Linked DNA regions of Sus scrofa: region 2 is linked to region 1. A link is a contact called in public HiChIP or PLAC-seq data. All regions are on one chromosome and are shown on one strand. The core of a region is the stretch at or near the end of the contact, and the rest is flanking DNA. Distances in the headings are between cores, read along the strand shown. Region 1 has its middle 36 kb from the start of PLXND1. Region 2 has its middle 66 kb from the start of TMCC1.

Region 1 (5,023 bases), core at 2,220-4,719:
GGGTTGGGAGGATGTTGATAGGGAGGCTTTTGAAGAGTGGTATTAGGATAAAAACAGTTATCAAGGAAATGCAGATCAAGACCACGAAATACCACTTCACACCCATAGATGAGTCCAATTAAGACAATCTGGTAGTTTCTCAAAGGTTAACATACTTACTATATGACCCAACAATTCCACTCCCAGGTATATATTCAAGAGAAATGACATAAAGTTCTTTTCAAACACTTGTACATGAATGTTCATAAAAGCACTATTCACAATAGCTTAAAAAAAGGAAACAACTCAAATACCCACCAACTGATGAATAAATAAAAATATGCATCCAGATTTCCCGACGTAGCTCAGTGGTTAACGAATGTGACTAGCATCCATGAGGATGTGGATTCGATCTCTGGCCTCACCCAGTAGGTTAAAGGATCTGGTGTTGCCATGAGCTGTTGTGTAGGTCACAGACGCAGCTCAGATCCTGCTGTTGCTGTGGCTGTGGCGTGGGCCAGCGGCTACAGCTCTGATTGGGCCCCTGGTCTGGGGAACCTCCATATGCTGTGGGTGAGGCCCTAAAAAGACAAAAAAAAAAAAAAAGAAAAAGCATCTATACAATGCAGTATTATTTAGCAATAAAAGGGAATGAGGTACTGAAATATGCTACCACACAGATGAACCTTGAAAATATTCTGAGAAAAGCCAGTTACAAAGGACCATGGTATGAATCCCAATATGTAACATTTCCAGAATAGGCAAATCTATAGATAGAAAGTAGGTTAGAGGTTTCTTAGGGCTGGGAGACTGGGAGGGTGACAGTCAATGGGTGGATGTTCCTTTTTTAGGTGATAAAAATGGTCTAGAATTAGTGAAGCTGGATATACAATGGTCAATATGCTAAAGACCTCTGAATAAACACTTTCTTTTTTGCTTTTTAGGGCTGGGCCCGAGGCATAATGGAAGTTCCCAGCTAGGGGTCCATTCGGAGATGCAGCTGCCAGCCCACACTACAGTCACAGCAACTTGGGATCCGAGCCAAGTCTTCGAGCTACACGAGAGCTCACGGCAATGCCAAATCCCTAACCCACTGAGTGAGGCCAGGGATCAAACTGCATCCTCATGGTTACTAGTCAGGTTTATTAACCACTGAGCCATGACGGTAACACCCTGAATAAACAATTTACATGAGTAGACTGAATGATATTGCAATAAAGAAGCAATTTTCATAAAAGAATAAAAACACAGCAGTCTGGGTTGTTTTGGTGCAAGGGCAAACAGCCTTAACACCCCAATGATCTGAGTCGGCTTCTCTAGGCTGGCAATCTGGTTGTGACAATTCAATGAATTTCAGCAGCAAGAGGTCATTTATGTTCTGGAAGATGCTGGCTGAAAATGAGAAAGAGGGAAAAAAATGCTTCCAAGGCTTAAAGTAGTGTGATTCAGTGTCTCTGAGCCCAAATCCTGACTTTGCCATATACTAGGAAAACAACTTACCCACAGGATAAAACTCAAGACACCCGAGTTTGTTTCCATCTGCAACATGGAAATTACAGCACCTCCTCTTCAGAGCCACTGTAAGAATTAGGAGTAAAAAAAGTGGCACTATTCCTAGCACAGAATAAGGATTCAATACATGGCAAAATCCCACTTTTCAAAGAGCACCCAGTATGTGCCAGGCACCGTTGCAGGCACTGAGGACATAGCCATGAACACAATGGCGTTCTTCCCTGTGGTTAAGTCACCAGCAGAATTTCCTGTTGGTCCCTCAGCCCGGTGCACACGCAGCATCTGCCAGTTTTTGTTCTCTGGGGCTGGGATTTGCCCTTTGCTGTTCCTATGGTCAGAGCATTCTAGACACACCGTTTTGCTTAGTTTTCCAAAGTGAGCCAAGAGCCAAGGCTGGCTAGAGAGAACCCCAATTCTAGCTACTAGGCCCTTTATCAGGTAAGAATGGGAGAAACAATATAATCTGAAGAGATCCAGATGAGTCAGAAAGGTCCCTGTCCTCAAGGAATTCTCAGTCTATGAATAACATTAATAACTGAGATCATCTGTGGAGCTAAGTGAGGCTTGTACAATTACTTCAATTAATCCTCACAACCTTTTTTCTAAGGTATAGAGTTTATTATATTTTCATCATGGTTTGCTCTATATTTTAATAGAGTCTCAATGACTATTGAAATTAAGCCTTCTAAAAGAATATTCAATTGGACAGTTTAGGCATTCATTAAAGCAGAAGCCTGAATAAATTTTGTGAGTACTTCTGTAGAATTTAAGGATTCTAGTGCCCAAAATTTAGATTGGTAAGAATTAAATTCTGGGCTTCCTACATCCTCACTTTCCATATATCAAATAAAAAATTTAAGGGCAGGAGTTCCTGTTGTGATAATGAACCTGACTGGGATCCATGAGGATTCATGTTCAATCCCTAGCCTCACTCATTGGGTTTGATACCTCAGCTTCCTTGGTCTCTGTCTCACCATAGCAAAGCATTGAAACAGCAGATGTTTTATCAATTTATTAAAGTGAAAGTACGTTTTCAGAGAGGGAGAGAGAGAACTCTGCGCAGGTTAAAAAGAGGGCCCAACTCAGTTTGCAACAGTCTTTATACCCTACAATGTGATCTGAGTGGACACCCAATTTGATCTTCTGATTGGTCTTGGGCAGGATACCTTATTTGCCTGGGAGACCTTTCTGACTCATCTGGATCTCTTCAGATTATATGGTAGTGGAGTGAGGAATGGGTGACATTCCTTCTGTAGCAGCGAGTGAGCAACCCAGGCTGGTCAAGGGGGAAGGGGCATTACAATGAGACATGGTCAGAGGCTTTTGGGCCTAATCTCCTTGAAGGGCACTTAAAGCCTATAACAGGTTTAGGATCCAGCCATGAGCTGCGGTGTAGGTCAGCAGCTGAGGCTCCAATTTGATCACCAGCCTGGGAACTTCCATATGCCACAGGTGCAGCCCTAATTAATAAATAAATAAACAAAACAAAATAAAAAATTAAAAATTTAAGCGCCTTCCATTGTAGGATCAAAAGGCAAAAGACCAAATACCTTGGACAGTATTTCCTCAGCTGACATGAAAACTCAGCTACTGGGTCCTTCTGAGAGGACTCTTAATTGTCTTCAGACACAGGATGGGTCACTACACCTCTCAACACCTTCTTGGAGTCCTGGGGTATTCAGAACTTTAGCATGGCATTCAGAATTTTTTGCAGCCATTTTAAACTTTGCCCCTCATTTACACATTCTTCCAGGCAACTTCCAAGCCAGCTGAGACTCTTATCCATTGCTTAAACCACTCACCTTGGCCTTTCTCATCTCTGTGGTTTTTGTCAATACTGTTTCTTCAACTTGGAAAACCCGCCTCACTCATCTCCACTCACCAAAATCTCATCTCAGTCCAGACCCCACTGCCTCCTCCTTCCAGACTTCCCCAATCACCAGGTCGGAACTGTTTCTTCCTCTTTGCTCCCACACATGGCTTCTGACGCTATTACAACATAGGCTCCTTTCCCCTGGATTTAGCACATCTCCATGGCAGAGTCTGGTACACAGAGTGGCTCTCAGTGCTACACGATGAATGAAGGGCTGGACTGAACAGGTGGGACCAGAAACAAGCCCCCCACTCCACATGTCCCCTCTGGCAATAGGATGGCCATCTGACCACCACGCCTAGAAATCTAGGGCTGGAAGAAAGCCCAACGGGTGGCCCAGACTTGGTCCAAAGTTCCTTTAAGGCAATCCTAAAGCGAAAGATGGGCTATTACAATTAGAAACATTGTCAACCCTTTCCCAATGGACCTGTTATTTGCTTTTCAAAAAGCTTTGATTTTTAAATTTAAAAGCACACAAGTACATTCATATTAAGAGATTTCATATTTTACAGGAGTCAAGCATGAAAGTCTTATTTCAACAACATTCCTTCCACTCCCTTTCCCAGAAGAAACTCCTGGGGACAGTTTAAAGTGGTTTCATTTCTATATACTTACAAACATGTATGTACACAAACAAAAATATTTTGAACACAAATAGACAATACTTCACTACCTTTTCACTACTTTCCCACCAATTTAATGTACTGATTTACACATGAGGCTGAACATTTTCTTTTGAATGCTTATTGGTGATCTATTTCTTATTCTGTGAACTCTTGCCGATTTTCTACTTAGTTGACTGGTTGTTTCAGTTTGTATTAACTCTTAGACTGACACACTGGCGACACCCATCTTTGGTTACAGATGTTGCCCAGACCTATCTTCCTTCTTATTCATTTGCCATTTCCCAACAGTATAGCTTTGGGCAAGCCATGTCACTCAAGCTTTGTTTCCTTATCTAGACAATGAGGATGACATGGCCCAGACTGTGGGGAGAACTGCATGTCACCTACCAAACATTAAACCCAGTATTCAGTAAGTACTCAATAAATGTGAGCTACTCTTCATTACCTAGACTTGGGGAGAGTTGGTTAGGAGTTTAGTTTGGCCTACAGAGTTTAAAAATAATACAAGTGAGGAGTTTCCGCTATAGCACCGTGGGTTAAGGACCCAGCATTGCCACGGCTGTGGCTTGGATTCTATCCCTGGCCCCAGGAGCTTCCATAGGCTGCAGGTGCAACCATAAAAAATATAACAAAAGTGAATCCTTTAGGTGAGGTAGACATTTTCCAGTTGGCCACACAACCACCCTCCTGCCTCCCTAGTCTGTTTTCTACACCACAGCATCTCAGATTTGTGTTACCAGCCTTCTTTTCTCTGGTTTTTAGTGGATGACAATGAAGCAGCTTCGAAATTACCTGTCACCAGCAATCAAGGCTGCTTTGTGTGCCCACTGTGTACTGTGAAACTCTACGATGCGCCGCTCACAGTGTAGCTTACTATGGCCCTGTGGGAATGGCCAGCGTACAATCTACACATCTGTACGTGGCAGCCTGGTCCATATTTAAGAAGCTTAAGGGCACTCTCACAGTGATTTTAAGTTTTCACAACTTAGTAAGCGGCATCGCTTATTTCACAACATCAGGCAGGATCAGGATG
Region 2 (5,483 bases), core at 1,649-4,148, 260 kb after region 1:
TAAATGGTTTAAATAAAGATCCAAAATAATTCTAACATTTTGTGTCATGGGAAAAATGTATGAAATTAAAACTTGTGTCCAAATTTAATTAGTGCACATACTCGTTTATATACTGCCTGAGGCTGCTTTTACACTAAAACAAGAGTATTTGCAACAGAGACTGTATGGCCCATAAAGCCTAAAATACTTTCTGGTCCTTTACAAAAAAAAAGTTTCCTAATAGCTAATCCATAGCATTAACTGAAATTCTATTTGCCTATTGTCATTCTCAAAGACACAGAATAAAAACTCAATGAGGGCAGGGACTTTCCCCCCACTGTAGCCCAGTACTTACCTAGAAAAAATCCTGGAACAAAGTAAGGGCTCAGTGAATATTTGATTAATAAATTAATAAGTGATCCATAAATGTCACTCTGAGGACTTCAACCTTAAGCTTTCAGTGACTATAGGTTTTGTATATATATGACAGGTATTAAAAAAAAAAAACTCCTGTAGGAGTTCCTGTCGCAGCTCAGTGGTTAAGGAATCCGACTAGGAACCATGAGGTTGCAGGTTCCGTCCCTGCCCTTGCTCAGTGGGTTAAGTAAGGATCCGGTGTCGCCATGAGCTGTGGTGTAGGTCGCAGATGCAGCTCGGATCTGGCCTTGCTGTGGCAGAGGCCAGCGGCTACAGCTCCGGTTATACCCCTAGCCTGGGAACCTTCCATGTGCCATGGGAGCAGCCCTAGAAAAGGCAAAAAGACAAAAAAAAAAAAAAAAAAAAACCTCCTGCAGAAAAGGGGAAATATTCAAGTGCAGGGGAGGAGCAAAGAGTTTAAAATAACAGTGGTCACCAACTACTGCAGGTCACACTGGGTTTTCTTCATTGAATTGTAGTTTTGTATGTGTGCTGAAAAAAGACTCTCTCAACTACTTTAAGGTGTCACACTGTCTGCTGATTGTGCTTCTGTTTATCTATATGCAAATACTATGAGAAATCTCATTTCTATACAGAGTACACAGCACCCACACCATGCCAAATCTTAATAAGTGCTCATAATTTTAACAGATCTAGATTGCGTGCCAATGAATTATTTTAATATCTGAATTTTTCCTATGCAGATCAGCGATCTATTCTGTAAGCAGCTGAAAACTCTTTAGAAATTAAAAGGTTACCACCCACAGACCAGAAGCAGCTTTTTAATCCTTCTACACTAGCCAGAGAGTGGGTGTGTGATTTCAAAAAATCACAAGCAAACTCTGTTAGTAGAGGACAAGGTGCTGCTGCATTAAAATCCCACCTATAAGCATCATATGTTATATGACACTAGTAAAACTACCATCTGAGTCTCACTGTTCTAATCTACAGGTGGAGGGAAAAAATAACAGGAATACTGTCATTAACACAATATGCATCTTGTCATTAACACTCTCATAAGGTTCTTTCCTTCCTGGCTTTGCAACTATTTCTATACACAGGTACTTCAAAGACAAGAATTGGGTTTAGTCAATAACTTCCAAAGATAAGATACTGGTCAGAAGGCATAAACAAAGTTTTGTTTTGTTTTAAAGCAACTACCCGCTTTTTAATAATTTAGGAAATCAGACCTTCCTGAGAGATGCTTATGGTACAGGTACCTCTGATATGTATGTCAGACTTACAGCAACCATTTTGGATTAGTGCGTGTGTGTTCATCTTCCTTTCCTCTACGACAAGTCAGGATGGAAAGGCAGTGTGCAAAAGCACTGGCTAAGATCTACCAAGACTTAATGTGTAAGGTGTCACCAAAGAAGTGGGGGGTCGGAATTAGCCAACAGCTCAAGGGGCTGCTTGAAGAAACTCTGCTGCAAATTCACCTGGGGGATGTTCACCATCAATGTCAGGGATGGACCAACCAACCCCTGGACAAGGACTACACATCCGTGCTAAAAATAAAAAACCTGGAGTCTGCGAGCTGTAAACGGATCTCCGGCCCTTTAGGGAAGATGCAACTCAATGAGCCCCTTTTCCCTTCCTAAAAGGATTAAAGAAAGGCACCTGGGGCCAAGTCTGGCTAGCTTAGACTCACATCCCACCGCGCACCTCCTAATCTCCCTGTTCCCAGTACAGCGGGCTCCCTTCTCCCCTCGAACAAGTTCAAAATCAAAACAAAAGGTGCAAAACTGGTTTCAGGTGGCAATGGCTGAGCCCTTGTGGCCAACTTCTGGGGCCGCTAGGGCGAGCGAGGGCTCGTAGGACCCCAGGCCCCCCAGAGTCGGCTACCGAACAGCCCCTCGGGCCTGGGCCCAACTCCCCCACACGCCCTTCCCTCCCCGCGGCCCTGGAGGGGGTGCTGGGAAGGGGGCGAGGCGAGGGGGTGGGGAGAGAAACCCAGGGTCAAGATGACAGCGAAACAGACCAGGGGAGAAAGAGGCCCGGGGGGATGCTGGGGGTCGAGTCTAGCTAGGCCCGGGGCTTCAGCCCGAACGGGGGCGACCGATGGTCCGAGCCGCGCCAGGCCGCGAGCTGGAGGCCCGGCCCGCGTCGGCGGCGCCACCCCGCCACGCTCCCCTCACGACTCTCCCCGCCCCGGGCGGAGGGGCAATGAGGGGCCGCCGCCAGCGTGTCCGGGGCGGGGGCACTCACTCACCGGCGGGGAGGGGAGGAGCAGCCGGCGTCTCCGCCAGCACCGTCGCTCGTGCTCAAGCACCGGCTCCTGCCGCTGCGGCCGCCGCGCCCGGTCCATCCCCCCCCAACCACCCCCCTCCCGGCCCTCCCCCCGCGCCGCCTGAGCCGCCGCAGCCGCCACCGCCGCCACGGTCCCGGCGCGGGAACGCGAACCAGCGCGAGGGGGCGAGAGCGCGCGCCCGCCTCCACCACCCACAACCTCCGCCCCCGGCTGGCGGCGCACGCGCAAGGCGGTGGCGGCGGGCGCGCGCACGCCGCAGGAGGCGGGCACAGCTCCGGAAGGCGTACCCCCGCCCCACCCGCCCGCCCACCCACGCGGTAGCTATGCTCTGAGTCGATCCAGCGCAGGTGGCCGGGGGCTGTTCCGCGTGGGCTGTTCCAGGCGAAAGCTCCCGAAACGCAGTTCCTCTGGAGAGCGAAGGCCCACGGCAGCTCAGCGGATTTCTGGCGGCCGCTCCGGGTTTTTCACCTGTTCTCCCTGTCTTCAATCGTAAGGCCTTCTTTCATGCTCAAATCCAGCAAGTTTTCGGCTGCTGCTGGGAAAAGGACTGGGGCTGTCACTATTTCACATCTGGTATTACTGCTGAAGGGAACTGAAGCAGTCATCAGCCTATCCCTTTATTATTCCAATTTCCTAATTGATTTATTCGTTCGTCACGTATGTATTGAGGCTCCTTTCATGTCCTAGGCCCTGTATGAGTTACTGGAAGTACAACATGGAAACGAAGTCATGAAGTTAGAACGGGTTAAAGACACTGTTATGGGGGAATCACACAAAATTTAAATTTGCAAACAGTGTCATCTCTTCTGAGAAGTGCGTGGCTCCCAGAGAGCCTGTTTTGGGGCGGGGTGGAGGAGGGATGGAGGGGGTGGTAGGAGATTGATTTTGTGGAATCTGAAGGCCGACTTGGAAGAACTTAACTACCTCCAAGGAGTGAGAGCTTGGCGTGGCTGGAATGGGGCGCTGAAAGAGCATTCAATGTGGAGCGGAGTGTGACGGGGCAGGGGACCAATTAGGAGGCTGCCTGAACAGTCGAGGCACTGGTGATGGTAAGAAGAGCACTGTTTAGGGAGTAAAATGGACAGGAGTTGATAGATTGAAGATTGTGGCCAAGGAGGAGGCAAGGTTGACTCTTAGATTTGAGGTTGGTGGGGATGCATTTATAGATCTCAGGAGCTCTGAAGGAGACCCTTGAGGAAAATAACTAAAAACGGATGATAAACGTAAAAACTAAAACTACCAAGTAAATTTCTAGAAGAAAACACAGAGGAAAAAAAAATCTTTGTGATTTTGAGATAGGCAAAGATTTCTTAGGACACCATAATCATGAACCGTAAAAGAAATGATTTGTAAAATGAACTTAATTAAAATCTAAAACTTTTGTTCTTTGAAAGACATCATGAAAAAATGAAAAGATTGAGGGGTGGATTTGGAATACAATATATCTGACAATCCAGAATATATAAAGAACTCATATAAATGAATGACAACCCAAAACAATGAGCAAAAGGTTTTAGTAAACTCTTCACTAAAGAAGATATAAAAATGGCTAATAAGCAACAAAAAGATGCTCAGTATCTTTAGCCATACAGGGATTTGCAAACTAAAACCAAAATGAGATGCCTCTACCCTCATTACAGTAGCTAGAATGAAAAAGACTGATGACCCACCAACCACATCCCTACACATCTCCTTTACTGTACTATACTCAAGCTCCAAATACAGATGATAACAAAGTCATACTCCCACCTGACATGATACAACTAACTTGCATACAACCAAAAAGCATCACACTTTCCCCAAAAGAGGATGCAACCTTCCTGTGATACTCCCTTTCCGCTTTTGACATCCTGTAACTTAATACTGTGATATAGGAGTTCCCGTCATGGCTCAGTGGTTAACAAATCCCACTAAGAATCATGAGGTTGTGGGTTCGATCCCTGGCCTTGCTCAGTGGGTTAAGGATCTGGCGTTGCTATGGCTGTGGTGTAGGCCAGCAGCTACAACTCCGATTAGACCCCTAGCCCAGGAACCTCCATATGCTACGGGTTTGGCCCTAGAAAAGACAAAAAACTACGATATAAAGTTAACTATATTATTAATATATCTCCACTGTGTAGCAGCAATCAGGTTTTCCCCTGGGTAATCATTATCAGTCACTCCAGCCAGTATAGGAACTCCCTTCTTTGCCTGTTGATTGAGAAGCATGAAATGCCCAACAGGACCAGGTGGCAGTCTCAGCTTCCAATTCAACAGAAACATCTTTGTGTCTCCTGATGGATGTATTCTTCCCTTTGGAACTAAGACCTCTAGACTAGCAGAGCTTCTGGCCATTTCCCCTTCCAAGCCAAAAGAACAAGCAGGTGCACTGCTTGAGGTTTTGCCAAACAGTAGCTTTTCCTTCACTGCTGTTCTTTAGGAGTATCCCAGAAAGGGGCTGCAGCACTGCATATCCTCACCAAGCCTGCATATTGTGTAGGACCTTCGTAAACCAGGCTATAAACCAAGACTGAGTTTTCTCTTCCCCATTCAGCAGGTCCTAGAGAATGCCACATGAGACTAGAGGTGTGCGCTGAGAGAGAAGACATTGAAGCAAGAGTAGGGGCCATGGGCATTCAGGCCACTTCCTCACACAACTTCTTGTGCTGTTAGGGCTCATTCAAGCCCAGTCTCCTACATGCCACTTCACTGATAATATAGTGCTGCCGAGCACACACAAGTTCATAGCTTGGTAGATCAGACAACACCCAGCTCATGGTAAGCAGCTCAGTTCACAAGGTAAACTGATAGTTAAGAGCTCAGTCTCTACTAAGGCTCTGTAGTACACCAAAAAGGC

What was found. HiChIP or PLAC-seq counts read pairs in DNA pulled down with a chosen protein or histone mark.
Region 2: an H3K27ac HiChIP or PLAC-seq map of alveolar macrophages shows a contact between it and region 1. The contact joins two enhancer-like sites. A contact is called at or near these places in 2 of 2 datasets of contacts at active chromatin or transcription factors (alveolar macrophages and skeletal muscle).

What each region holds. Positions count from the first base shown.
Region 1 is chr13:69,030,207-69,035,229 of Sscrofa11.1, forward strand. No RefSeq gene overlaps it. Among named protein-coding and RNA genes, the nearest start is that of PLXND1, 36 kb to the left of the region's middle. Within about 2 kb of position 3,470, at least 1 of the 83 cell types and tissues checked has an H3K27ac peak or open chromatin away from gene starts, as enhancers often do. A contact at or near this core is called in alveolar macrophages, where this site is marked.
Region 2 is chr13:69,287,388-69,292,870 of Sscrofa11.1, forward strand. No RefSeq gene overlaps it. Among named protein-coding and RNA genes, the nearest start is that of TMCC1, 66 kb to the left of the region's middle. Within about 2 kb of position 2,899, at least 53 of the 83 cell types and tissues checked have an H3K27ac peak or open chromatin away from gene starts, as enhancers often do. A contact at or near this core is called in alveolar macrophages, where this site is marked.